Regions from separate parts of the Mus musculus genome. Here regions 1, 2 and 4 are each linked to region 3. The links are chromatin contacts, called in public Hi-C maps. All regions are on one chromosome and are shown on one strand. The core of a region is the stretch at or near the end of the contact, and the rest is flanking DNA. Distances in the headings are between cores, read along the strand shown.

The links. A called contact is a pair of places that touch in the nucleus more often than the background predicts.
Region 1: a contact with region 3 is called in a Hi-C map of the N1E-115 cell line, with 13 times the contacts expected there. The contact joins two enhancer-like sites. A contact is called at or near these places in 1 of 15 datasets of contacts at CTCF or cohesin (pro-B cells) and 3 of 484 Hi-C or Micro-C datasets (CD8 T cells, the N1E-115 cell line and uterus).
Region 2: a contact with region 3 is called in a Hi-C map of the N1E-115 cell line, with 11 times the contacts expected there. The contact joins two enhancer-like sites. A contact is called at or near these places in 2 of 484 Hi-C or Micro-C datasets (the HPC-7 cell line and the N1E-115 cell line) and 1 of 115 datasets of contacts at active chromatin or transcription factors (pancreatic cancer cells).
Region 4: a Hi-C map of the N1E-115 cell line shows a contact between it and region 3, with 12 times the contacts expected there. The contact joins two enhancer-like sites. A contact is called at or near these places in 2 of 484 Hi-C or Micro-C datasets (the N1E-115 cell line and bone marrow-derived macrophages), 1 of 115 datasets of contacts at active chromatin or transcription factors (double positive thymocytes) and 1 of 9 other capture datasets (embryonic stem cells).

Annotation. Positions count from the first base shown.
Region 1 is chr1:64,287,690-64,294,249 of GRCm38.p6, reverse strand. All of the region lies in intron 1 of Gm35803 (a long non-coding RNA gene), which reads right to left. Among named protein-coding and RNA genes, the nearest start is that of Gm35803, 12 kb to the right of the region's middle. Within about 2 kb of position 4,984, at least 46 of the 459 cell types and tissues checked have an H3K27ac peak or open chromatin away from gene starts, as enhancers often do. A contact at or near this core is called in the N1E-115 cell line, where this site is marked.
Region 2 is chr1:64,336,071-64,341,978 of GRCm38.p6, reverse strand. No RefSeq gene overlaps it. Among named protein-coding and RNA genes, the nearest start is that of Gm35803, 60 kb to the right of the region's middle. Within about 2 kb of position 3,573, at least 50 of the 459 cell types and tissues checked have an H3K27ac peak or open chromatin away from gene starts, as enhancers often do. A contact at or near this core is called in the N1E-115 cell line, where this site is marked.
Region 3 is chr1:63,949,203-63,955,454 of GRCm38.p6, reverse strand. No RefSeq gene overlaps it. Among named protein-coding and RNA genes, the nearest start is that of Gm13749, 12 kb to the left of the region's middle. Within about 2 kb of position 1,759, at least 22 of the 459 cell types and tissues checked have an H3K27ac peak or open chromatin away from gene starts, as enhancers often do. A contact at or near this core is called in the N1E-115 cell line, where this site is marked.
Region 4 is chr1:64,372,397-64,378,456 of GRCm38.p6, reverse strand. No RefSeq gene overlaps it. Among named protein-coding and RNA genes, the nearest start is that of Gm35803, 96 kb to the right of the region's middle. Within about 2 kb of position 4,281, at least 34 of the 459 cell types and tissues checked have an H3K27ac peak or open chromatin away from gene starts, as enhancers often do. A contact at or near this core is called in the N1E-115 cell line, where this site is marked.

The DNA.
Region 1 (6,560 bases), core at 3,735-6,234, 340 kb before region 3:
TATCTTGAGCTTTAAAGTCTTATCCGCTTTTTTTTTTTTCTAGGTACCTAGAGCAGTGCTTGTCATCTAGTGGGAAATTAACAAATCCAAAATAATAAAAGAAAGTATGAGAATGTGGGATGAAGCCAACCTGTAGTTTTCCATTTAGGTCTTAAAGAACTGCTTTCTCTCTGAGGTCTTCAGGAGCAGGAGTCTGGGTGAGATGTATGCTGCTGCCATGCAATACAGTAATTCATTTTGCTAACAGATGACTCCTTATCAAAACTGGCTGACTAAAATGTTTTCCAGAGGAATAAACCCTCCAAACAAAAGCAACTGAGAACACAGTCAGCTGCACAGGTTCTGTGTTTTAGTGCTACCTTGACCCATGACTGTGAGCAGCTTCATGTATATTTATGCTGCATTCTGGTTATGATACCCAGAGAGAGGCATAATAAAAAACGATAACACTGTGGATGACCTCATATATTTGTGACTGCAACATCAACTGGAGATTGTGACTGGAAGAAGATGAGGAAACTCTAAGTGACTCTGACTTTGTCACTCTGAACAAATCCCAACCTCTCTCCTTACATCCATTAGATGAGTATCCCCTCCCCCACTTTATGATTAAACATGCCTTTGCTACCGAGATGTATTTTCTTTTCCAATTATTGCCCTGATCAGTTCTATCATCTCAGCCTCAGATATCAATCTTATGAGACACACAGGAAGATGATCCCAGTTGCAACAGTCATGTAGGACTCCACATCTGTGTTATGGAGGTCATAGACATGTGACATTTGATTATCAGGGGTGAGGGATACTTGTAGAGGACTGATCTAGTAAACAGTGAGATAATATTGTATACTGTACACTCATCAGATACTTCACGTAAAGACTAATGACCACATATTTCCCTTGACACGAGGCCTGGAAGTGCAGGGATGCCCACTTCCCAGTCCTGTGAGCAGGCACAGAGAACAGGTTACCCCAGACAGGCTACAGACATAAGGTTTAAGACACCCTCTTCTTCCTTCCACCAATTCTCTGTTTGTGTTATAAAAACATGAGCTCCAGTTCCCTAAATTATGTTGAATTTCAGAAGTCCACATAGGAAGGTCCACTTGTCAAGGAACCTTGTCAGGAATAGCAGAAAGTCTGGCCATTCATTTACTCATTTACTAACCACCTTGATTCAGCAATACTTAATAACTTAGCAATTGCCTCCATGTGGTGATTCATATTTAAATATTTCAGTGTGCATCTTATGCATATATGATTCTTGACTATACTCCCACCCAGATCCACTAATAACAATTCTCAGGTATCACCTATTTTAATATCAATTTCAATAATTGGTTAAAATATATTTTACATATTACCATTAATAAGTCAGAGTTATTTCAAGATCATTCCCTGTGCTTGGTGTTTCTAGCGGCGTTTGAAGTTCAGAATAGATCTCATTACCCTTCTTGTAAGATTAAGCCATGTTTCTTATTTTGCCATGGCCCCATTCAAAAGTTTTCTGAATCCTCTAGGGTTGGTTGAGTTTACAGTTATAGACATTTGTGTAGAATTCTTTACAAGTGCTGTAGTGTACCCATGACACCTCAAGATCTCTATCAGGGTACAACGATCCACTGTGGATGATGCTGTTTCTAGAATGATGCCCTAGGGAAGATGTTGGTTTCAAAAGTTCTTTAACTTAAGGCATCCTTGATTCGTATTTTGGAAAGTAGAAGCTATCTTGCATATAATTCAGACGATCTGCAGGATAGCAGGTAGTCACATGCATCAGTTGACAAGAATAATCTAAACCAATGACTTATTAGCCTTTACTCTGCTGTTGATAGGAGACACACAACTAGATATCAGATAAACATAAGAGCTAGCTAAGGGTGGACCATCGGTCACCAGTAGAATGGGCAGATTCCGACCTGCCCAGAGCCTGGCTGTATATATTTGCAGACATGGGTTTTGAGCCTGACTGACAACATGCAAGATGGCTTAGGACAGTAATGCTGAACTGCCCACTGCATCTCTCCCAAACTATTAGGAAAACCCTAGACTACCATGGAAATAGTTAAATAGCAATATGTGAAGTGTTTAGCCTTATTGCCTATGCTGCTGTCATTTCAACTGTGACAGCTATCCATTTATCTATTTGATTTAAAAAAATTGGTCCTTGCTTTAAAAAGCCTTTGGGCATAAGAACAGTAAAATTGTTCAACAAAATACTCAAATCAATGGGCAGTCACATGTTTAAAAACACAGTGTGTCATGGAGTGTCAAAAAACAAATGTCACTCCTAGAATGAGATTCCCTTTAGCTATGTTAAGTTTTAAAGGCATGTTTCCTGTAGATCCAGGCCCGGTGAACGAGGGAAAGCTCATGATGTGCGCAGTGAAGGAGACCCTTCTCCTGGTTTGGATAGCTGGGGACTAGCACACTCAATTCGTCTTTATCTCCTGTTTACTGCTAGGTGAAGAGACCATAGCGTAGGCGGTATTTAAGTCCCATAAGAGGCCTGTGGGGCACATGTTATCTCCACTTACACAGGAAAACATGGATGTGTGAGTGGAGCACAGAGCCAAAAGCAACTGTCCCATCTCACACTAGTCAGTGTATGTATGAAAAAGGATGATGGCTGAGCACTTCAGCTCCATGGCCCATGCTTTAACTTTTAATTCCTTAGATCCAACATTGAAGAGACTATATTTAGTCAGTCACTTAATACATTATACATATGGTGTGGGGGAAGGGGAGGAGGAAAAGAGTGAGAGAGAGAGAGAGAGAGAGAGAGAGAGAGAGAGAGAGATGGGGGAGGGGGACCTATCAAGTATTGGGCATTTTATTTGTCAGGTCCCTAGAATGCAATCAAAATCCAAATCATGATGTTCCTCATGTTCCTCAGTTCAGGCTGACCCCATTTCAGGCGACCCCGATCTGGACTGATCCGAGCAGTACAGGTCTTGATCTGCACATAAAGCCTGAGAGGTGCTGCAAGGCAACAAACAAGCTATGGAATTGCTTATGTTGTTTGGGGTGAGCAGTCTGAGTTGGCTGCTCCTCGGACTCCGTGGTAATAACAGTTAACTGCTCATCGGAGCTGTGTTAAAACTGGTCACGGTGTAGACAGTTTATAAACAGGGTCTAGGAGGGTGGCTCTGTGGGAATGAATGACAGAAGGAGAACTGGGAAGCAAGGGGTTAACTTGAACAGAATTTCCTGTGGGGACAGTACATGTGTGACACTTCCTTTCAAGAGTATAAACCAAACACATCAAGAAAAAAAAAAAAAAAGATCCACTGTAACAAAACACCTCTAGCTTTCCAATTTGGGGTAGAAGGGTTTTCACAGGGTAAGAAGATGGGTTATTTCTAAGGGGTTTTGTTCCCATGACAACTGGAACCAGGGAAGATCTCTTCTCATTGGCTCATTAGTTGAGAACGTCTTATACTTATAAAAATACAGAAGAGTGTGATATGGAAAGGCACTTGAATTCCATGTGACCACTAAGACAATAACATAGCATTGCTCCCGCCATCTGGGCCTTCACCAGGTCCAAATTGCTTCCGTGTGTTAGATCACATTTTGCCCTCCTCTTGGGACTCTGCTCCTGCAGGAGCTGCTCATACTTCCTCGACCCTCACATGGGCCTGCTTGAGCTGAAGGGCTTTATTCAGATGTGCAGTGGTTCATGGTCAGCATGGTGCAGGCCTGCAAGCCTGCTTCTATAGCCGCTGAGGGCTTGTGTGAAGTGCCATTCAAGCTTCGTGATGGCATCCCATAATATAAGGCCCTTAGGTAATGTGACACTATGTCTCCAAGTACACTGTCTCCCCAGTGGAACTGTGGGGCCTTTATTGTTCCATTTATAGATAGGACATGACATAACCTGTCCTCTAGACAGGGGCAGCTAGGCAGAGCAGAAGGGTCTCCAGCACCAAGAAGGATATGACCATTGGGCTTCTGAATTCCACTGTGGATCAAATCAGTCTGAATGCTCCAGCCACTGTATCAGCCCCATCTGCCCTGTCATTTAAGAAGTGAAACTTAGGACCTGTGCTGTGTGCTGTCAGCGGACATGTGCCGCGCTATCTAGGGAGAGGGTAGTTGGATGTACTCACTGTTCTGAAAAGTTCTGAGAACACGGTGGGTCAGCACATCCAACAAGAAAGTTTTATTGTTCTATCTATCTATCTATCTATCTATCTATCTATCTATCTATCTATCTATCTATCTATCGCTTTTGTCCTAAATAGTTGATTTTTCCCCCCCAAATGGGAGGGCTTTGACAAGAAAAGAAAAAAAAAAAAGAAAAGAAAAGTGCTACGGTCTGCACTGAGAATATTTTGGGGTTCCTGAAGAAGAATGAGGGTTTTTCCAGGGGCCTAAGGCTTTGCTCTCTTCACCCCTAACTCTCTGAGAACTCAGATCCTTCTTTCTTTGGGAGGCTTGGGTTGTGGAGCAGGCAATTGGCCAGGCCGTGGGTAGTTCACAAATTTGTTCGTTTGAACCAGGAGCATAGACATCCCCAGTACTATGTAAAGCTTCCTTCAACCCCAGCCTATCTTCCAGAACAGAAGCTCATTTCTATCCAACAGGCTTCCCTGAGAACAGCCGCTGTCCACTGAGGCAGCTGACTACTAAGTCATGTTTTAATATCACTAATTCGTTTGTCTGCGCTCTTGGTCTGGCTTTCTCTATCTTCATAGAAACGAGGGAGGGAAAGGAAACAGTCGATGCTGATGCAGCCGGGGAGGCTGGAGACTCAACGTAGAGTTGGCGAATAGTTATGTTTGAGCAACAGAGTCACACCTTGTCCTGCCTGTCTCCCCAGCCTGTCCCCCACCCCACCGGCAGTGCCTCTTCACAATTCCCCAGCTTGACAGCTTGCTACCTGCCTGGCTCTGGCGGCTCAGCTCCCAGCTGCTCCCCTGGGCCTCTGTCTGGTTTGTCAGTGGGCTGCGTCAGCATCACGCCACACTATCTCCCGTTGGCCCAGCGCTCAACGCCTGACGGGCCAGCCCTCTCTCCCTTCTCTGCTGGGGCCAATGGGAGTCCAGGGAAGGTTTTGGTTACAAAGGAAAATAAAATAAATAAGTCATACTCCTGCACTCAGGAGCCAGGGCGAACCATCTTCACGGCCTCGTAAATCTTTCCTTTTAAATGTGTCCTTCTCTTTCTAGGTGCCCCTCCCAGCTCCTCACTCCCTTGGGCTGGTTGCTGCTCATAGTGCAAGGAATACAAAATGAGATCCTGGGAACTGGCCCTCCCTTTGGGAGTGTGCATGTAGCCAGCAGGAGAGAACGCATGGCAGTGCCAGCCTGCTGCTGGCCCTTACCCTGACTTACACCTCAGTCTGCCAGTTCACCTTAGAAGCCTGCCACTCCTCTTCTGGGCTAATGACCCCAACTCTGCTTCTTTATTTCTCACTCAGTGGAGGTGGGGGGATTAGTGTCATGTCTTATTTAAAGAGCCTAGACATTTTTTTAAACCTTTAGTTTATAAGACATTTTGTTAAACCTTGTTGCCCTGATCTCTTGTGCAAGGTTTTGTTCTGTTTAAGGACACATACCTTAAGGCAAAGGACTTATTATCTCCCGCCCTGAATGTGGATAAAAGTGCTTGAAAGTTGGAATCCTGGGGGTCTGGGGAGAGACTCAGACCTCCTGAAGGAGCGGAAGAGAACAGGGTGGGCACTGAGGGACACATTCTGAACAGAGTCTCTGCCTCCTCTGAACTGTCTCTGGGAGCTCTTATCGGGGTCCACCTGCTGTAGGACCAAAGCCCTAACCTTACAGGTAGAGGCCATCTGAAGGAATCAGGTCCAATCAAAGGGCTGGCATAGAGATGGTGTATAGGAGAAGTCAATTCTTTGCTGGTATAGTGATGAGATTTTTATGAAATACTCTTTTGGTGAATAGGGTAACCACCAAATTCCTTTAAGGTCTAGGATAAAAGGGGTTTTTACTGAAGAACCTCTGAGTGTCACAAAGAGATGGATTTACTGCAAAGTCAGTGACTTGTAACCTTAAGGTTCTTCATTTATGAGGCTCCATATTCATGGATCTGAGGTTGACCAAATAATACACTAAGCAGAGGATTTGCCTGTGGGAGTAAGAGATCTGCTTAGGCTCTGTTTGAACAAAATTCTATCTGTCTGTCCTATCGATCTATTGATCCATCCATCCATCCATCCATCCATCTATCTATCTATCTATCTATCTATCTATCTATCTATCTATCTATCTACCATTTTATTTGTTCGAGACAGGTTTCTCTGTGTAGCCCTGGCTACCCTGAAATTTTCTTTGTAGACCAGGCTAGCATCCAACAACTATCCACTTGTCTCTGCCTTCTAAATGCTAGGACTAAAGGTGTATTCCACTAAACCCACATGTTCAAAATGTCTCTATCAGGATCCCAGGCTGTTATGAGAATTTGGAGTTTAAAGAGTGGCAGGAAATTGGCTTTGGGTAGATGAGTCTTCCTTCTCCCAAAGATTTCCTGTCCTATACAAAACGGCACCAAGGGGCAGGAAGAGAATGTGTCCATGAGAATTCAGGTTGCCT
Region 2 (5,908 bases), core at 2,324-4,823, 380 kb before region 3:
GAAAGGGTAGAATCTCAACACTCTCCCAGTCTTCCTGAGGAAGGACACAGGCACATGACTTGGCCCTACCAGACTTATCCACTCAGAGCTGGAACCAGGCTAGGAGCATGAAGAAACGGGAGCCATAAGGACACCCTGTGACAGCAGCTGTCCACTCTCGAGAAGGAGCCTGGCAAAGCACTACTATTTGTAGCTTTGGAGATGGAAGCCGCAGTGTCTGCATGCAACGGTGTCTTCCGAGGCCCAGCTCTGACGCCTGAGTTCTTGGCTGAGCTGCAGCCTGGCTGTTTGGTCCTTCTGGTTAGTCTGTGAGTCACCCAAAAATATTAATAAATTATTTTTCTCTTTACATAAGCCCTAGTTGGAGCCCTTGGCTGCTGGAACCGAGTATTACAAGCTCTTATTATCCTTTTAAAAATCCATAGTTTTATTTGATAACATTCCAAAGAACATGGGATATGCAAGTAAGTTGTAAAATACACTCATCCACTGAAAGGCATTGTGCTCTTTCTTTCTACCCCGTCTGCTTTCCAGGAGATGAGTGCTTACACATTTTGAGTTCATTCCTTACTTGTTCTATCTTTTCAAAAAATCAATTTTTATCACATTACATATCCAGGCATGTCTGAACATTACTATTCATAGTTTTGTGTGCTTTGTAATTCATCAAAATAGTGTAAGTTTTGAAGGTAGTATTGAGATTGCCACTGTGTGTGTGTGTGTGTGTATGTGTGCTTGTGGGTTTGTATGTATGTGTGCTTATGTGTGTGTGTGTCTGTGCTTATGTGTATATACATCCATCATTTGGAAGCCAGAGAACAGTCTTGGGTCTCACTCCTCATGTGTTGTCATCATCGTTATCTTCATAGTCTTCCTCTTCCTCCTCCTTTTTGTCTTTTTTGAAACAGGATTTCTCAGTGACCTAGCACTTTCTAAGTGGGCTAACCAGTTCATCAGCAAGTTTTGGGGATTTGCTTGTCTTTCTCTCCCCAACACTGGGATTGCAAACACATACCACCTTGACTTTTTAAAAGGCAGGCTCTTGAGATCAAACTCAGGACCTCAGGCTTTTTAAGGCAAGCATTTTATCAACTGGCCTCTCTGCCCGGCCCAAATGCCATTTAAAGAATTATTACATTTATTTGTGTGTGTGAGAGAGTATGTATGCACCACTGTGCTATGGTAAGTGTGTGGAGATTAAAAAAAAACTTGAGGAACTTGGTTCTCTCTTTCTACTATGTAGGTCCCAGGGATTGAACTCAGATTGCCAGGGTTGACAGCAAGTGTCTTTGTCTACTGAACCATCTCAATGGCCCACTGTGATTAAAATTAAATAAATGTATAAATCTAAGTACCAAGAGAATGAACACACACACACGCACACACACTTTGATTTCTGAAATAGTCATAATGTATTGGGGCTGATAATTTTATCTATTATAAATTCCCTACTAGGATTGCTTATGACAATGCTAACAGAGCTGGAGAAGGGATACTTGCTTCAGGGGAGTCTTATGCTGCTATTCTATGGGCAGCAAAGGAAGAACTTTTGAGTTATTTGGGTGTTGAAAACTACTCTGATTGGTAGTTGTTAGTGACGTTTGTCAAGGAGGGCTTGGGGTCAAGTGCGGAGACAGTGGGGGAGGGCACCCTATCAATGAGGCTAGAAGGCGGTTCTTGTGTGTGTGATTGTGTGTGTGAGTATGTGTGTGTACATATGAACTTGTGTGTAGAGGTGTGATAGTGCAATGGGTGCAGCACCTCCAGTGAAGAGGAAAAAGCATTAGAATAAAGTATTTTTGAGTCACGTATTTAATTTCTCTAATACTCTTCAGAAAATTTGGGCTTTTTAAAATTAATTTTATGTATTTATTTACTGTGTAAATGGCATGTATACATGAAGTGTATGTACACATGTGTGTGCATTCTTATATGTGAATGTGGGTACCCATGTGCCAAGGTATGCAAGCATGTAGAGGTCAGAGACCAACCTTAGTGCATCAGTCTTTGTTTTCTACGTTGCTTGGGACAGCATCTTTCTTGTTTGTCTGCTGTGTATGCCAGGCTAGTGGCTGGTGAGTTTCTGGCTCTGCCTTCCATCTCCCCTAATGTAGCACTGGGATAAAAATACTGATGCTCTGAACATTGCATGGGTCCCAGGGATCCACAGTCAGGTCCCCACATTTCCATGGCCGGTGCTTCCACACAGGCCATCTCTCTCAAGCCTCAGAAGACTTTGTGTTTCAGATTAGCTTTGGACTTACAGGATAATGAGAAGATGGTTCCCTGTCTCTAGTCTCCAGTTACTGATTTCTCTGTCGTTAACACTTTACCATTAGTGTGGCACATTTGTTAACATTACTGGAGCAATGCTGTGTATTATTAACATCCAGTAATTCAGACTTCCGTAGTTTCTATTTCAGACCTTCTTTGTATTCTAGGCTCTTCTCCTGGGGACTTGTGTATCTCTGTTACAGTTGTTCTCAATAGGTCTGGTTTCTGCTTGGCTGGGGCAGTTACTCAGGCTTTCCTTATTGTTTGTGACCTTGCCAATTTTAAGGGCACTAGTGAGATACTTTGTAGGATAATCTTTCATGGAAATTCAATGTTTTCCTTATGATTAACCTGGAGGCTGTATGATTGGAGGAAGAACATGACAGGAAGTATCATTTTTCAGCATATCATCATCAATGGTATAGATCAAGGAATTGCCCTTTAAAGACATTTGTTTCTTAGATATTTATTTACTTATTTATTGGTCTGAAATGTAATTATGCCACAACTGAATTTGAGAGATGAAAGGCAACAAGGTTTATTCTAATCACAATGCACATAAAGGAAGTATTAGAAATGCTATTTTATTGTTGCTTTTGATGAAAACTGTCTAAAGGGCTTGCTGAACATCCCCCTACATTTCCTGGCCCAGCCCTCTCCTTTGGGCTTCTATTAGAATTTGAAGCCCATTCTTTACATACAGATTTAATTCCCATAATAAATATGTGATTCCTATAATAAACAATACATTTTTGTTCTCATTTTTCAAGAAGTAAATGGTCATAAGTTTAAATAACGTGCCTAAGATTACTCAACCAGCAAACATTGCGGTTAGAGCTTCCCACATGCCTGCTAGGATTGTCATGATAAAACCCACAAAAGAAAATGGCCTAATCCGCCCAGAGTCATTCTCTCTGAAGTCTGAAGACCGGAAGTCTCAGATCAAAGAGGTCAACCGAGTTGTTCTTCCTCTGAACGGCCTGAGAAGGGCTCTGCTGAAGGCCTTGCTCTTGGAGTGACAATTTCTTGGCCCTGGGTGCGGGACTCCATGCTCACAGGGAGTCCTGCGCATACTCGCCTCTCTTCCCTGTTCCTCATTTTAATGCTTAGGGCTTTCAGAAACACCCCCTCGGAGTTTCTCCTTAGCATTTCGCTGGGTTCTCTCAGAGGTCTAGCCCAAGATGCGAGCATCCCCAATTTCAGGCTCTCAAGTCCATGTCTTCTCTGCACCTTGCATTCTGCAAAGATTCAATCGCTCTGAATTGCTCCGCTGACTGACTTCCTTTAAAACGGCAGAGCCATTAACTCCGGTAAATTTGTTCTACTTGGGAAGGGCGGGCTGCAATCATCAGGAGTAAAAGCCGCGCGGCTTATTGGTCTGAAAAGGTGTTTAGCAGCTACAAACAAACCCTGGAATAATGGGATCAGCAGTCCTTAGGTCTCCAGATGTAAAGGGGACATTTTATTCAGCATCCATTCATTTAATCAACCAGCCATGACTGGGTGGTCTATCTAGTTCTGAAACTGAGGCTGCTGTCCTTCCTCTTAAGGCTTCCTTTAATAATTATTCTGTTATTGACACATCACTGACCCGGGCATGACTAATGGTTTAGTATTACCGAGAGACGCGGCTAAAGGCCACCTGGGAGGGGCTGTGGAGTGGAGCTACGCTGACATTTCCACTGTACAATGGTAAAGCAAATGGAAATTTTAAGGGGGCAGACCCCACTCCATCTTCACTGTAGACTCGAGTGCCATTACAATGCTGTGTAATCAAATTTCCTCCTTTTCTGAAATCTTCGTTCTGCTTATTAATTAAGTGAAATGACACAACAGGGCGAGCAAGCGAGGTCTGTGGCCCACTTAGGTGCATTGTTAGAGTAGCCGCACAGGCTTGATTACAGTCACCGCGCACAGGAGCAGGTAACTTATTGGGTAATAACACAGACCCAGGAGTGTCTTTGTGAAAGTCGAAAGAGAATGTTCAGATAAAAGAGGGAAAAAATGTTTTTTAATGAAATTTAGAAAATGGGGTCAGAGTATAATTTATGGACGATGTCTTGCCCTCCAGTATCTGTAAAGCAGCTACAACGGGGAGAGACCGCAGCTCTAGGGCTTTCTTCATTAACTAGCATGCTCCTTTCCCGTCCATCCTTCACCTTCCTCATGATTGCCTGTCTTTCTAGGCAAGGTCTCTTATCGTTTCTTGAGATACCTTTGTTTTTGCAAATGCAGGAGAACTTGCTTGTATAGAACACCAGTTAAGTCTTTTTCATTATTGTCTGTTTTCTTCTCTGTGAGATGGGAAGGTATGTTCTTGTTTTAGCCTTTTGGTTAGTGTGTTACTATTTTTTTTCTATTGCTGTGATAAAATACTATGAACAAGGCAACTAGAGAAGGAAGGGCTTGCTTGCGGTTTATGCTTGCAGAATTGGGAGGTGGAGGTGGAGCTGTTAGCTTCACGGCAGGGAGTATAGCAGCATGGAAGCAAGCAGGACACTGGAGCAGCAGCTGAGAGCCCACATCCCAGTCCACAAAATCATTTGAAACCTCAAAGCCCGCCTCCGTGACACACCTCCTCCAACAAGACCACACCTCCTGATTCTTTCTAAACCTTTCAGCCAATTGAGAACCTAGTATTCACACATGTGAGGCTATGGGGCCATCCTTATTCAAACAGCCACAGTTAGACTATAATAAACGGATATACATGTATTTTTTTTGCCTTCCTCTCCCCTCATCTTGCCTTTCTCCCCTTATTGTGGGTCCCCTTACTCCCTGAAGAATAGTCCTCTCTTCTGCTTTTATCTCACATATATTCTATTACTTGTCTAGAATTTACTTGTTCCAACATATATGTACACATATATACATATATATACACATATATACATATATATACATATATACATATATATACACATATATACATATACACACACACACATATATATATACATATATACTGCATATGAGAGAGAACATGGTGTTTGTCTTTCTGAGTCTGACATATACATGAAGCTATACCTACATACATCACTTTCCTGTGAATGTTATAATTTCACTCCTTTGTTTCAGCTATATAAAACCCTTCATTCTTTTTTTCTTTTTTTTTTTAATATTTTTTATTACGTATTTTCCTCAGTTACATTTCCAATGCTATCCCAAAAGTTCCCCATACCCTCCCCACCACTCCCCTACCCACCCATTCCCACTTTTTGGCCCTGGCGTTCCCCCGTACTGGGGCATATAAAGTTTGCAAGTCCAATGGGCCTCTCTTTCCAGTGATGGCCGACTAGGCCATCTTTTGATACATATGCAGCTAGTCAAGAGCTCCGGGGTACTGGTTAGTTTATAATGTTGCACCTACAGGGTTGCAGATCCCTTTAGCTCCTTGGAGACTTTCTCTAGCTCCTCCATTGGGGGCCCTGTGATCCATCCAATAGCTGACTGTGAGCATCCACTTCTGTGTTTGCTAGGCCCCGGCCTAGTCTCACAAGAGACAGCTATATCAGGGTCCTTTCAGCAAAATCTTGCTAGTGTATGCAATGGTGTCATCGTTTGGAGGCTAATTATGGGATGAATCCCTGGATATGGCAGTCTTTAGATGGTCCATCCTTTTGTCTCAGCTCCA
Region 3 (6,252 bases), core at 510-3,009:
CTAGTCCTCAAAACCAATTTTCTTCTCTTAATTGCATGTTAATCTGCTTTGTTTTCTGACTTTAAAAACATTTTCCTGGTAGGTATGGCAACCTACTGGTAGTTCTCACATTTGAAATGTGGAGATGGACTCTGTGGTGCCCGATAGTTAGCCAAATTAGCCATAGAGGTGAGCTCTGGGCTCAACTGAGAAACCCTGCCTCAGTAAATAAGGTGTAGCATTTGAGGAACGCTCCCAGCATCCACCTTGTCCCTCTACATGGACCCACATGTAAAATAAAACAACAGATGCCAATAGAAAGATGGCATCTTTCAAACGCTATGGGTACAGCATACAAATGATACTTTGTGCATTGTAAATTGGATTATTCTTAGAACTAGATATGGGTGTGTGGTAGGGAGAGCTTTCCAGATGACCTCTTCAGAGAGCACAGAACAAGTTTCCCATCGGAGAGGGTGAGAGAAGACAGAACTCAATTAGAACAATGCAGCCTCTGGATATGTTTGAGGACGGGTAGAGAAAGGCTGAGCTTAGAGAAAGTACCCAAGGAGCTGAAGGGGTCTGCAACCCTATAGGAGGAACAACAATATGAACTAACCAGTACCCACAGAGCTCATGTCTCTAGCTGCATATGTAGCAGAAGATGGTCTAGTTGGCCATCATTGGGAAGAGAGGTCCTTGGTCTTACGAAGATCATATGTCCCAGTATAGGGGAATGCCAGGGCCAGGAAGCAGGAGTGGGTGGGTTGGGGAGCAGGGTGGGGGGAGGGTATAGGAGACTTTGGGGATAGCATTTGAAATGTAAATGAAGAAAACATCTAATAAAAATAAAAAATAATAAAAAAAGAAAGGCTGAGCTCGCTTTCTTCAAATACTAATTCGCTGTGTAGATTTCCCAAGCAACTCATCTAATAGACCTCATTGTTCTGTCACACAAGGGTCTCAGACAAGTTTCAAAGAGCTATAAGTAAACAAATTCACAAACACAAGAGACTTGAGAAAAGGAAGTCAACCCCCCTCACTATGAACACATCCAGGAAGCTAAATGGAGACACTGAATGGTCATCTCAGTGCCCTTGACTCTGATCCTATCAGGTCCACTCATTCTTACCGCTGTACTTGTGAAAAACAGAACCTCTGCCAACAGACTAAAGCTGGGGAAAGTCCTCTCCTACAGTCCTTGGTCTGCTTTCTCTGGTTTGGTCCTGAGATGTCACAGGCACTGGGAACCACAGGGTCAGGCAAAGCTCTTTCTTCTCTCATCACCCCGCCCCCACCCCCACCCAACACACACGCCTCTCAGGAGGAGACAGGTTCACCATGCTCTTCACCCCTCCTGACAAGGAGACATCTCATTTATAAAGGAAGGATGCTTGGCCTCTGAATTGGGGTAATGGAATATTTCTTGTAAACCTGGAATTAAGATGCAGACAAAACAAGAGTCCTTCAGCTTCCTTTTATTGGTCCTCAGAGGTGAGCCTGGAACAGTCGTAAATATGTATCAGGGTGGCCCCTGGCTCTTCAGTATTGAAACTCCACTCACAACAAAGCCAAGTGTCCCTGATTTGCCCCCCCCCCCCGCCCCCGCCGAGCCTCCTCCCACTTTTGCCTTGTGTCCCCCCCATGCTTCCATCTCCCTACCCTGGTTGCGGTGACTTTGAAACTGGTAAAAAGCTTCCCGAGGTGACACGCACAGCTGTGTGGGCTGGAATGCATTATAATGCTATGTCTCAATTACAATATTCTTTGGGTGATACGGGAGGCAGGCCCAGCCTGCCTTAGAGCGCACTGCCACCTCCTGGAAAACACCTGCTTCGTGCCGCCTCGAATACCACCAACCAGAAAACATGGCCTCTCCTGTCTTTAGAAGCAAAGATCTGGGTGTACAGAGCCATCTTCTCCAGCCCCCTTTAAACTGGAACACAGCAATCCCTCGAGGAGATGGAAAGGTGTTGCATTGCCATCTTAATTAAAAATAAGTAACTAGGTCGGGGAGGCCACTGGTGTGGGGAGTTGTTATCATTATGTTTGCCTTCTGCTCCCGAGGCGGGTAACAGGCGCCACTTACAGTAATGAGTACCTGGCACCAATAGGATTCTACCCTTGGGATCTCCGGAAGAGGCGCCAACCTTATTTACACAAGGAAGGACTGGGTAGAGGACACAGGGCAGAAGCTGTGTGCACAGGCAGAGAGCTCCAAAGTGGAGAGAACCTTGAGTCCACTGGTCTTTAGAGCAATTATGTACGGAGTCCACCTTACGGTGGGAGTGTTGGGATAAACAAAGATCTGTTTTCAGAAAGAAGCGAATAGATAGGCATCAAAGGTTTCTGTTTGAACTCACAGACTCACAAGGCCAGCCGTCATTTCTGAAGAACAGCTTTAAGAATTATGGAGGGTGACACGCTTGAATTGGCTCAACAGAATGGGTGCATTTGCGAAGTTCTTAGACTGGTCAGCATGAAAAACAGTGGGGTGACAGATTTCTCTATCAACATCGTTCCTTGGAAGTAGCAATAGCAAAAAAATGATTTCTTACATAAAGCCAAAACATTCTTACTTACTGAATCAAACTCAGCTAATTAGGCAAATTGCTTAAATTCAACTAGTGTCCCTTTGAGTGGAACGGAAGGTTATAGATCCTTTGAAAAAAGATAAAAACCCGAAAATTATTCTTTCTCTAGAGAAATGCATTCACATTTCCCCTATTATTTAAAATGGCGGGCTGGCGAGATGGCTCAGCAGGTAAAAGTGTTTGCTGCCAAGCCTGGTGTTCCGGAAGTTTAATCCTTGGAATCCATGTAGTAGGGGAGAATCAGCTTCCACAGGCTGCCATCTGATCTCCACATACATGCTGCGACATGTGTGTCATGCTAGCCCACACTGCAACCTTATCCAAACTGTAATGACATTTAATTAAAGATGCCCTTTACCGTTATCATTCTTTGCAAGCCTGGGTTTAGCTCTGGGGTCTCTTGGTTGTATGGCTTTGGGTGGAAGAGGCCAGGGGAAGGGATATTTGCAAATAAGAGTAGAGCTCTACTTTTGATAGCACCCAAGAGTGGCCAGGGCGTTTCTGTGACTCTTTCCTGGCCTCATATTAAAGCAGTTACATTTTCATCCTTTAGAAACCCTGGATTTTGTCAGAGGCGCACATCTGAAAAGCTCTGATAACACCTGGCTTCCGCCTGGCTGCAGACAAACAAAGCAAAGCAGGGCCTAGCGGTGGCACCTGTTTGGATGTGTCCTTTGTCTCCATCCCTGGAGAGAAACCCTAATGAAAGCTTTTTTGAGGGGGAGCACAGCTTTCCTCCCTCATGGCAGGAGGACCAGAGGCAGCTTATTCTGACAGTGTAGTGGAGATAGCTCACAGCTCTCCCAGGAAACTCTAGGAATGATAAAAACGTATGAGATGAATTGCAAGGTCTACATTAAAATAGCAGTCAAGTGCAGGCACTGGGGATTTGTTCCAGGATTGAACCCGTTCCTCGCCGACCCAGCTTCCTAACATATGTCTTTTCTCGCTTTTGGTTCTTTGAGCCTTTATCATCAATTCCTGGAAGGAAGCCTTTTGTCTTCCCCAGATAATCTGTTGAAAAAGTCCACGGGGTCATGCAGATATTTCCTGGTTTGAGCTTCTGAAGAAACAGTAGTCCCCCTTCGGCTTCCCTTCCTCCTCAGCCACTACACAGTGTCCTTGAGACTAACTTATTTTTGTCTCTTTACTAGAAAATGAAGGACATGTTAGTCTCAAATTCACATGGTATTTTTACTCTCTCTCTCTCTCTCTCTCTCTCTCTCACACACACACACACACACACACACACACACACAGCATTTTATCTTCCAAGATGTTGATATTGATACACACCAAATGATTTAAGATTCAAAGCCACTTTGGAGTCCTAACTGGGGAGAAGGGTCTTGCCATAATGTGTTTGACTTTAGATGACGGAGACAGTGATCTCCTGAAAGAATGAAGACACCTCGATACCATGCTCAAGAGGAGCAGTAGGGAGGCGGTGCCCCTCAGAAAGCAGAGGAAGGTACACAGAAGGGAATGGGATGACATTTCAAAGTGACCTATGAGGATAAATGGATTTGCAGAGAAATAACGAAGGCAAATGGAGAGACAGTGTGTAGCTGAACACACCAGAAACCTTTGCCTGCCTGGGGATGGATAATCTATTTTCTATTTTAGGAAACTAAAAGACAGTTTAGTTAGTGATTGGCACAGCATTTTGGACCTCAACTCAGAGCAAGATTACTGGTGTCTGCCAACCATAATTTCACTGGATGGTGACCTGTGTCAAGGCCAACCTCTGAAGGTCATCTTCCAGCAAGAAGCTGGTGAAGATTTGAAGGTATCATTCTGAAAAAGAGATGAGTAACCCCAGGCCATCTAATGCCTTCTGGTCGGATTATGACTTCTAACTTTCATCTTCTCTTTGGCTGTGATTTATTTGGATAACTTCAAACAACGATCTTACTTACTCCCTCTTTTTTCCCCTCTTTATCTGAAATAACATTTAAAAAGCCATTGATAACCCACTCTTGCTTTATGCTAGATGTGCCCATGTGATACAGAGACCCCAGCTTTCTGAGAGGAATGTAGAACTAGCTTGCAGAAAACCAGAGATATACATGGGAAAATTCCAGTAGAGGCAAAAACAGGGAAGAGGCCAATAGAGGTTCTTACAGGAGAGAGACATGTTATCTTTCTCATGACATTGGTGACGAATTAATCTTAATATACGTGTGTGGAGACTGAGCAGGCAGGGATGTGGAGGGGACCACTGTGATATGTGTACAGACACTTTCATCTGCACTTGGTCATTTTCCCTTACAGGACCCAGCCTTCCATTCTCTGTCTTTCCTGAAAGGTAAAATCCTTTTTAGTGATACCATTTGGATTCCAGAATAACAGAGTGCCAGGAGACTAGGAGTTAAAGGAGAGAATATTGGTAATACCCGGTCACTGAAAAGTCCTATCAGAGGCAACAAAGTATGTCACCATAGGGGAGAAATGTAAGTGTCTCAGTGTCCAGAGAGGTTTTTCATGTTATTCTGAAATACCTGAGAATTCTCTTCCTGGGTTGCATGTTCCCTACAAAAGCTGGAATGGAGGGAATAAAAATCATAGTCTCAATGACTAATATTAACTACACTCTTATTCTGGAACTGAAGAGGTGGTCCAGAGTGCCTCAATAGCTCTGCTTTGAAACATCAACGTCACTGAAAATACTTTACAAGGCCAGATGATGGGTCAGCAGATGGAGGTGCTTGCTACCACGGCTGATGACATGAGTTTGGTCCGTTGGGACCCACTTGGTAGAAGAGTACTATAAGATGTCCTCTTCCCTCCATGAATGTATGTACACATGCACACATCTTTTACAAACCTTATTTGGTTTAATCTCCAATGACGTTTAAGGCAAAAATTCTCTTCAGAATTTTGTTCTTTACACTTCTTTTTAAAATTATTATTATTACATATTTTCTTTATGCTATATTTTCAAATGCTATCTCCTTTTCTGGTTTCTCTTCTAAAGACCCTTTATCCCCTCTCCCCACCCCCTGCTCACCAACCCACCCACTCCTGCTTCCTGGCCCTGGCATTCCACTGGGGCATCGAACCTTCACAGGATTAAGGGTCTCTCTTCCCATTGATGACCAACAAAGCCATTCTCTGCTACATATGCACCTGGAGCCTATAGGTCCCTCCATGTGCATTCTTTGGTTGGTGGTTTAGTCCCCGGGAGCTCTGGGGGGTACTGGTTGGGTCATATTGTTGTTCCTCCTATGGGGCTGAAAATCCTTTCAGCTCCTTGGGTCCTTTCTCTAGTTCCTCCATTGGGGACTCTGTGCTCATTCCAATGGTTGGCTGAGAGCATCCACCTCTGTATTTGTCAGGCACTGGTAGTGGAAAGTCCTGTTCTTTTTCTGTTGAGTTTTGATTGGCCAGTATATTCTCACTCTTCTTCCAACAGGAACACCCTGGTATCATTTCCTGTGTCACTCTTTGGGTTGGGGAGCTAGTCTATGAGTGAGCATGTGACCAAGACCAGGCAGTTGCATATTCAAACTTTGTATTTAAACCCTGGAAGACAGAGCAGTTCATCTGAAAGAAGAATCACCTTCTTCCCTAGGTCATACTGAGGATGAGCCCAAGGCCCAAAGTTGCTGAAGGGGTTATTATCTTGTCTCCACAAAGACAGAACACTCTTAGATAAAAGCTTTAGCAGACAAAAGCC
Region 4 (6,060 bases), core at 3,032-5,531, 420 kb before region 3:
AGTTTAAGGAAGGAGCCTTCTTAGGAGGTTGAGAAGATAGCAACTTAACACATCTAAGTGTATAAGACATCTGTATTCTGCTCATATTTCCAAGACAATCTTTTTGTTATGCAGACTAAAGAGCCAATCCCAGGCGACAGACATTAGTCACCCTTGGGAGAATATAAAGAGAAATGATGCTGAGGAGCCTGGAGATGTGGAGGGAGGACTGCAGGATCAGGGTGTAGTCTGCAGCTCTTCAGGGGCCTATGCAGGAAATCTCATGCGTGAAGATGATTGTGATGTTTGAAAAAGACATGGGCAGTGTCTTAAAATCCAAAGTTTAATTTAATATCGACTCTCTGGCTAGACTTGTGGTCTGGGTTTACTTTATGAGCGAAAGGCTGACATGGGAAGCGGGAAAGGTCAGGTTCTTGTTGGCATTAAATAAGGAAGAGTTGGCTACTCTAGCCAGGAGCAAACTCAGAGTTCATTACTGCAGCACTTGGCTTGTTTCTGGAAACAGGAACCAGTCACTATTTCTACAGCTGGGCAGTCGAGAGCCACCACCAATGGCTGGGAGACTGTAGTTGCTCCTGGGAATCAGCCACATGAGTAGGTATGTGCTGGGGGCCATGCTTCTACTGGTGAATGCTGGTTGCTAAAGACTTTCAATAGCTGGGAAGTATCAGGAAGGGCCTCGTTTGACCGTTTGTTATACCTTAGATACTCTGGCAAGTGCTTTATCTACTTTGTTTAGTTCTTACAGCATCCATACGAGGTGAGTTCAAATAAGATGCTCCTTTGTAGGAAAAAAACAAAGTTTGCAAGTACTGATGGGAGCTGAATCTATATGGCCTGATGCCAAATTCTAGACTGTTAACCATCAGGGTGAGCACATGTCCAGTATTCCTTGATCTTCTACTGCATGGGTCATCAGCCTTCAATTCTTTTCATTCTTCTTAGGAGAAGCAGATTTTAATAATCAGAACTCTCTACTGGTTTGTAGGAAGTCTCTATTACTGAGTATAAGACCAACCCCAGATGTCATTTTTGTTCCTATTCTTAAACTTTAGCCATTACAAGAGAAGACTCAAAATCAGCTCAAATGGAACCACTGCAAAGGCAAGCAACTGAGGCTCAGAAAAGACCCTGGAAACAGGGTGGTGCTTGCTCTTCTTGGAGAAGAATCCATGACAATAGCTGTGCCAGACATGGCAAGCTTTAAGTTCTGCCTCTGGCCCTACCCTCCCACAACACAGGCTTTGACACTTGGTGGATGGCTTGTCTTTTGCTGAGAAAAAATGTGACCTTATAACACAAGCACCTCCCCTCTTCTTTATTACTAGAGTGACCTTGTGTGCCTCCCCCAGCTTTATTCTTTCTCTCAGATCTTAGGGGGAACATAAACCCCAACCTTTCTTTAAGCTAACACCATACCCAGACTCAGTAGCTTCTTCCTTCTTTAGGCTCCCAGCTACTTCTGGTGTCACCCATACCTGGAATCTCTTTCCTTTCCACGTATCCCTGCAGGGAGGCTTCAAGAGAGTGTTGCCCTAGCTAGGAGCTCAGTCTCTGGATCAGGCTGCCCTACGGTGTGCCCATTTCATGAAGGTAGCCACTTCATGCCTGGCTCTCTGGTTTCTTCACAGGTTAAGAATCACTTGCTTAGTGATGTGGGCTGGGGCCTCCTATTATCAATTAACAATCAAGTGGTACTCCACAGACATGCCCACAGGCCAGGCTGATTTAGCTGCTTTCACAATCAAAACTTTTTCACATATTACCCTAGACTGTGTCAAGTTGACAATTGGGCAGGAACTGTGTTGTACACTGTGAACTTGGGAAAGTTACTTAACTTCCTCAATCCTCTAATGCATAGGACAAGGTGACATAATCCTGGGTAAGGGTCACTCACTCACTTGATTTCTCTACTTTCCTGTGACACCGACTTTCTCCATCCTCTCCCCTTAACCAGCTTAACTTCATAAACCTCACTCCAACTGCTCTCTAGCCAATGGCATGACTTCCTTTCCATTGTTTGGTTTTTAAAGAGCCATTTCCTTCCATACTGGGAAGTAAACAGCTAGTTGTCATAGCCTTCCTTCCTCTTGGATGCCTGGAGGAAGGAAGGCTCTTCTGAGGTCCCGTGGAAGAAAAACATAGCTTCCCTGTAAATTCTTGCTAGGCCCTGATTTTCCTTAAGTGGAAGAAATGTCTCTAATTTCAAAGTGTTTATTAGGCTATTTAAGTGATTCTGGAATCAGATAAACGGGTCAAAACTCAACCTTGCCTCTTACTCTCTGTAGGACCATGGGCAAAGCTTTTACTCTCTTGTTATAGGGTTGAAATGAATAATTCATTATGAGAAAAGTGCCTAGAAGAGAGCTGGGGAGATAACTCAGTTGATGATAAAATAGAGATGTGGGCCTGGGTTTGATCTCCAGAAGTCACATGAAAGGCTGGGTAATGTGCTGTGTGCTTATAATCCTGGGGCTGGGGATCCAGAGGCAGGTGCATCCCTGGGGCTCACTGGATAGCTAGTTTAGGCTAATTGGTGGGTTTCAGGCCAATAAAAGGCTGTATCTCAAAGGAGATAGATACCACCAGAGTTAGTCTTGAGGATACCACCAGAAATGGTCCTTTAGCTCCCATACTCATATGTATAAACATTAATGTGCACAGTTACATATATGCACCCACGACCACATGCTCACCTATTCATAACGTATGCCGACTCTCCCCCTCTCTCTCATACACACACACACACAACACACACAATTACATGGACCTTGGCATCATTAACAGAGTCTAACCAATCGAGATCTTCAAAGTTTGAGGTTATGGTAGTGTTAAAATAAAGAACTGAGACATTGCTATATTCCCAGCAGCTATGGCCTGGGAATCTTAAAGTCTGAGAATTCTTGGTTGGATTCAAAGTCCTTGGGCCATCCTTGCTTGATTGGCTTTACGATACCTCCGATTAAGGCAAATTGCCTCCAAAAAGAGTTGGGAGCTTAGTCAGGGTTTCTATTCCTGCACAAACATCATGACCAAGAAGCAAGTTAGGGTGGAAAGGGTTTATTCAGCTTACACTTCCATGCTGCTGTTCATCACCAGGGAAGTCAGGACTGGAACTCAAGCAGGGCAGGGAGCAGGAGCTGATGCAGAGGCCATGGAGGGATGTTCTTTACTGGCTTGCTTCCCCTGGCTTACTCAGCCTGCTCTCTTATAGAACCAAGACTACCAGCCCAGAGATGGCACCACCCACAAGGGGCCTTTCCCCCTTTATCACTAATTGAGAAAATACCCCACAGCTGGATCTCATGGAGACATTTCCTCAACTGAAGCTCCTTTCTCTGTGATAACTCCAGCTGTGTCAAGTTGACACAAAACTAGCCAGTACAGGAGCACAGACCCACAGAGTGGGCTAATGCTGAGAGGCCAGTTTCCACAGGCGAGGAGGACACCGTGAGCTGTTGTCACATAGTTTCTAGAGTCACCCAGAGCTCCACTTCCTGGTGGCGAGAGGTCACAGTTCTGAAAGATGTGCTGCTTGTTGACTCGTTCCGTGCATTTCCGGTGTGGATCTTGTGCCTTTCATTCAAGTTACTGACTCAGCTTAACCCTGCTTAGCTTGCAAGACCTTTCAGGGAAGTCAGAGCACGAGATGCAGTCACTGCAAGTTGTCACACATGATTAAGTAGCCAGAGGGAGTGATTTATGTGGAAAGATTAAAATCCCTAAATATGTATGGCCATGTGCTACTCTGATTGAGTGGGGCTTTGGGTATTTGGAAACTGCCCTGTGGGAAGTCTGCAGATTTCCACAGGGTGGGTGGGTGGGAAGTATTACTTTCAAGGGTTGACAGGCCACGTGGGTGGCAGAAATGTGACTATATGAAAATAGGGTGCTGCTTCCTGCTGGAGCCGAGCAGCTCAGATTCAAACAGGAAATTCTCGGGCATTATTTTGTCAGATTGGCTCTGGAACACTTCACCCGTGAAGGTGATATTCTGTGCCATCCGTTCTGTTCTCATCTCTGACCTTCCTGCTCTGTGGGTGGGGCTTCCTCCCCTTCTTCCCACTGTCTGTCCATGAACACCACTCCCTGCGTGCTTTATTCCTGCTTTGTTACTGACAACATCCTTACTAGCCTTCTTCCACCAGATCAGTCAAATAGACTATGAAGAGCCCTGACTTTGTTAGTCCTGGACTTACTATGTCCTAATCATAATCTTCCAGGTCACTCAGGATGCCACTGACCAAGCCATTAGTAATGGCTGGGATGACTTATGTAAGCAAGGATGTGGGGTCATCAAATAGAGTAAGAAGGCTGAAGCCACAGACAGAAGGACCAGCCTGAGTCACCACATTAAGACTAACGGGAGTGAAAGAGAAGCACTTTAGTAGTCTCACAGCATGGCAACAACCCCCTGGAGATTAGGCTTAAACAACAGAAACATTCTCTCAAGTTGTGGAGTCTGAAAGTCTCAGATCAGCTGCTATCTCATTTGGTTTCTGGCTTACCTTCTCAATATATGATCACATGGCAGAAGAGGAAGCTTTGGTATCTCTTCCCATCTGTGTATAATGTGTGCGCATATGTGTGTGTGTGTGTGTGTGTGTGTGTGTGTGTGTATGTACATGTACACAGGTTGAAGGGAAACTTCAGGTATTGCTTCTGCATCATCTTCTACCTTTTGAGACAAGGTTTCTGATTGGTCTGGAACTTTACCATGGCCAAGTTAGCTGGCCAGAGAGCGAAGAAACCTGCTTCTCTCTGACCCCCATAACTGGACTGAGTTCTGGATTATTTGACCTAAGGTCCTTATGCTTACAAGGCAAGTAAGCACTTTACTGACTGAGCCATCTTCCTGGCCTTTCCTCTTTTTATCAGAGTCTTATTCGCACACTGGAGTCTTATATCCGAGACTATATCTAGGCATAATTACCTCCCAGATTCTATCCCATTGGGACATAAGCTTTAGTATGTGACTCTGAAGCTGCTAGTGGTGGAGGGACCAGAGAGACACAGTTTTTAGTTTATGATGGAATACCTGAGTCCATGTCATGGTTTGTACAACCTGGTTACTTTATCATCAACACACTGAACACAAAGATGTTTTCCTAGCAGTTTTCTCTGAAGAATGAGCCAAAGGTAATGTATCTGTGTTTCTTCCACGCATCAGCAGGCTTCCTGAAGTCTACTGAAACTTGTGCATTCTTTCATTCTTCCCTTGATGGAGCTTGTGCTCCAGCCTGGTGGCACCCATATCATACCATGTCCTATGTCGTCACTGACCCTTTATTTCTAGATTATCTTCATGCTTACTAAGATTGTCTGCCACACTTTGCTTTTCTGATCATATCTACCTTAAAAGTCATCTCCTCTAGGAGGCCCTCTGGGATTGTGTTAAAAGCACCAAAGTGCCTTATATTTATCTGCATGTGGCAGAGAATTCAGTATCATATTTGTTTGAATTTTGTTTGTTTGTTTGTTTTGAGACAGGGTTTCTCTGTATAGCCCTGGCTGTCCTGGAACTCTCTTTGTAGACCAGGCTGGCCTTGAACTCAGAAATCTGCCTGCCTCTGCTCCCGAGTGCTGAGATTAAAGGCGTGCACCACCACGCCCAGCTTGTTTGAATTTTTGCTATCCCTTCTATCCTATGAGCTTTGGTCTATTGTTTTGGGTACATGAGGTCTAGCATACTGTTGACCACAAGGTAGATGATTAGTAAAGTTCAGCAAATTCATATATTTGCAGGATGAATAAGTGGTGGCATACAAGAGGATTCTAGCATGATAGTGTGTGTGTGTGTAAGCATCCATGGGATAAGAAGGCATGGGATCTCAGATGATGGGGCATTTTAAATGTCTATTTTATTGGACAACTGAAAACATGCATATATTTAATCATTTAGCCACAGTTGTTTTAGTTTTTTTTCATTGTTTTATTTTTATTTTTAGCATATATAAGAAATTAATGTAATAAACCAAATACATGGACAATAAATATAAGAATCATATGATCATCTCAATGGAAGCAAAAAAAAAAAAAAGTAAAGAAAAAGTCTTTGAT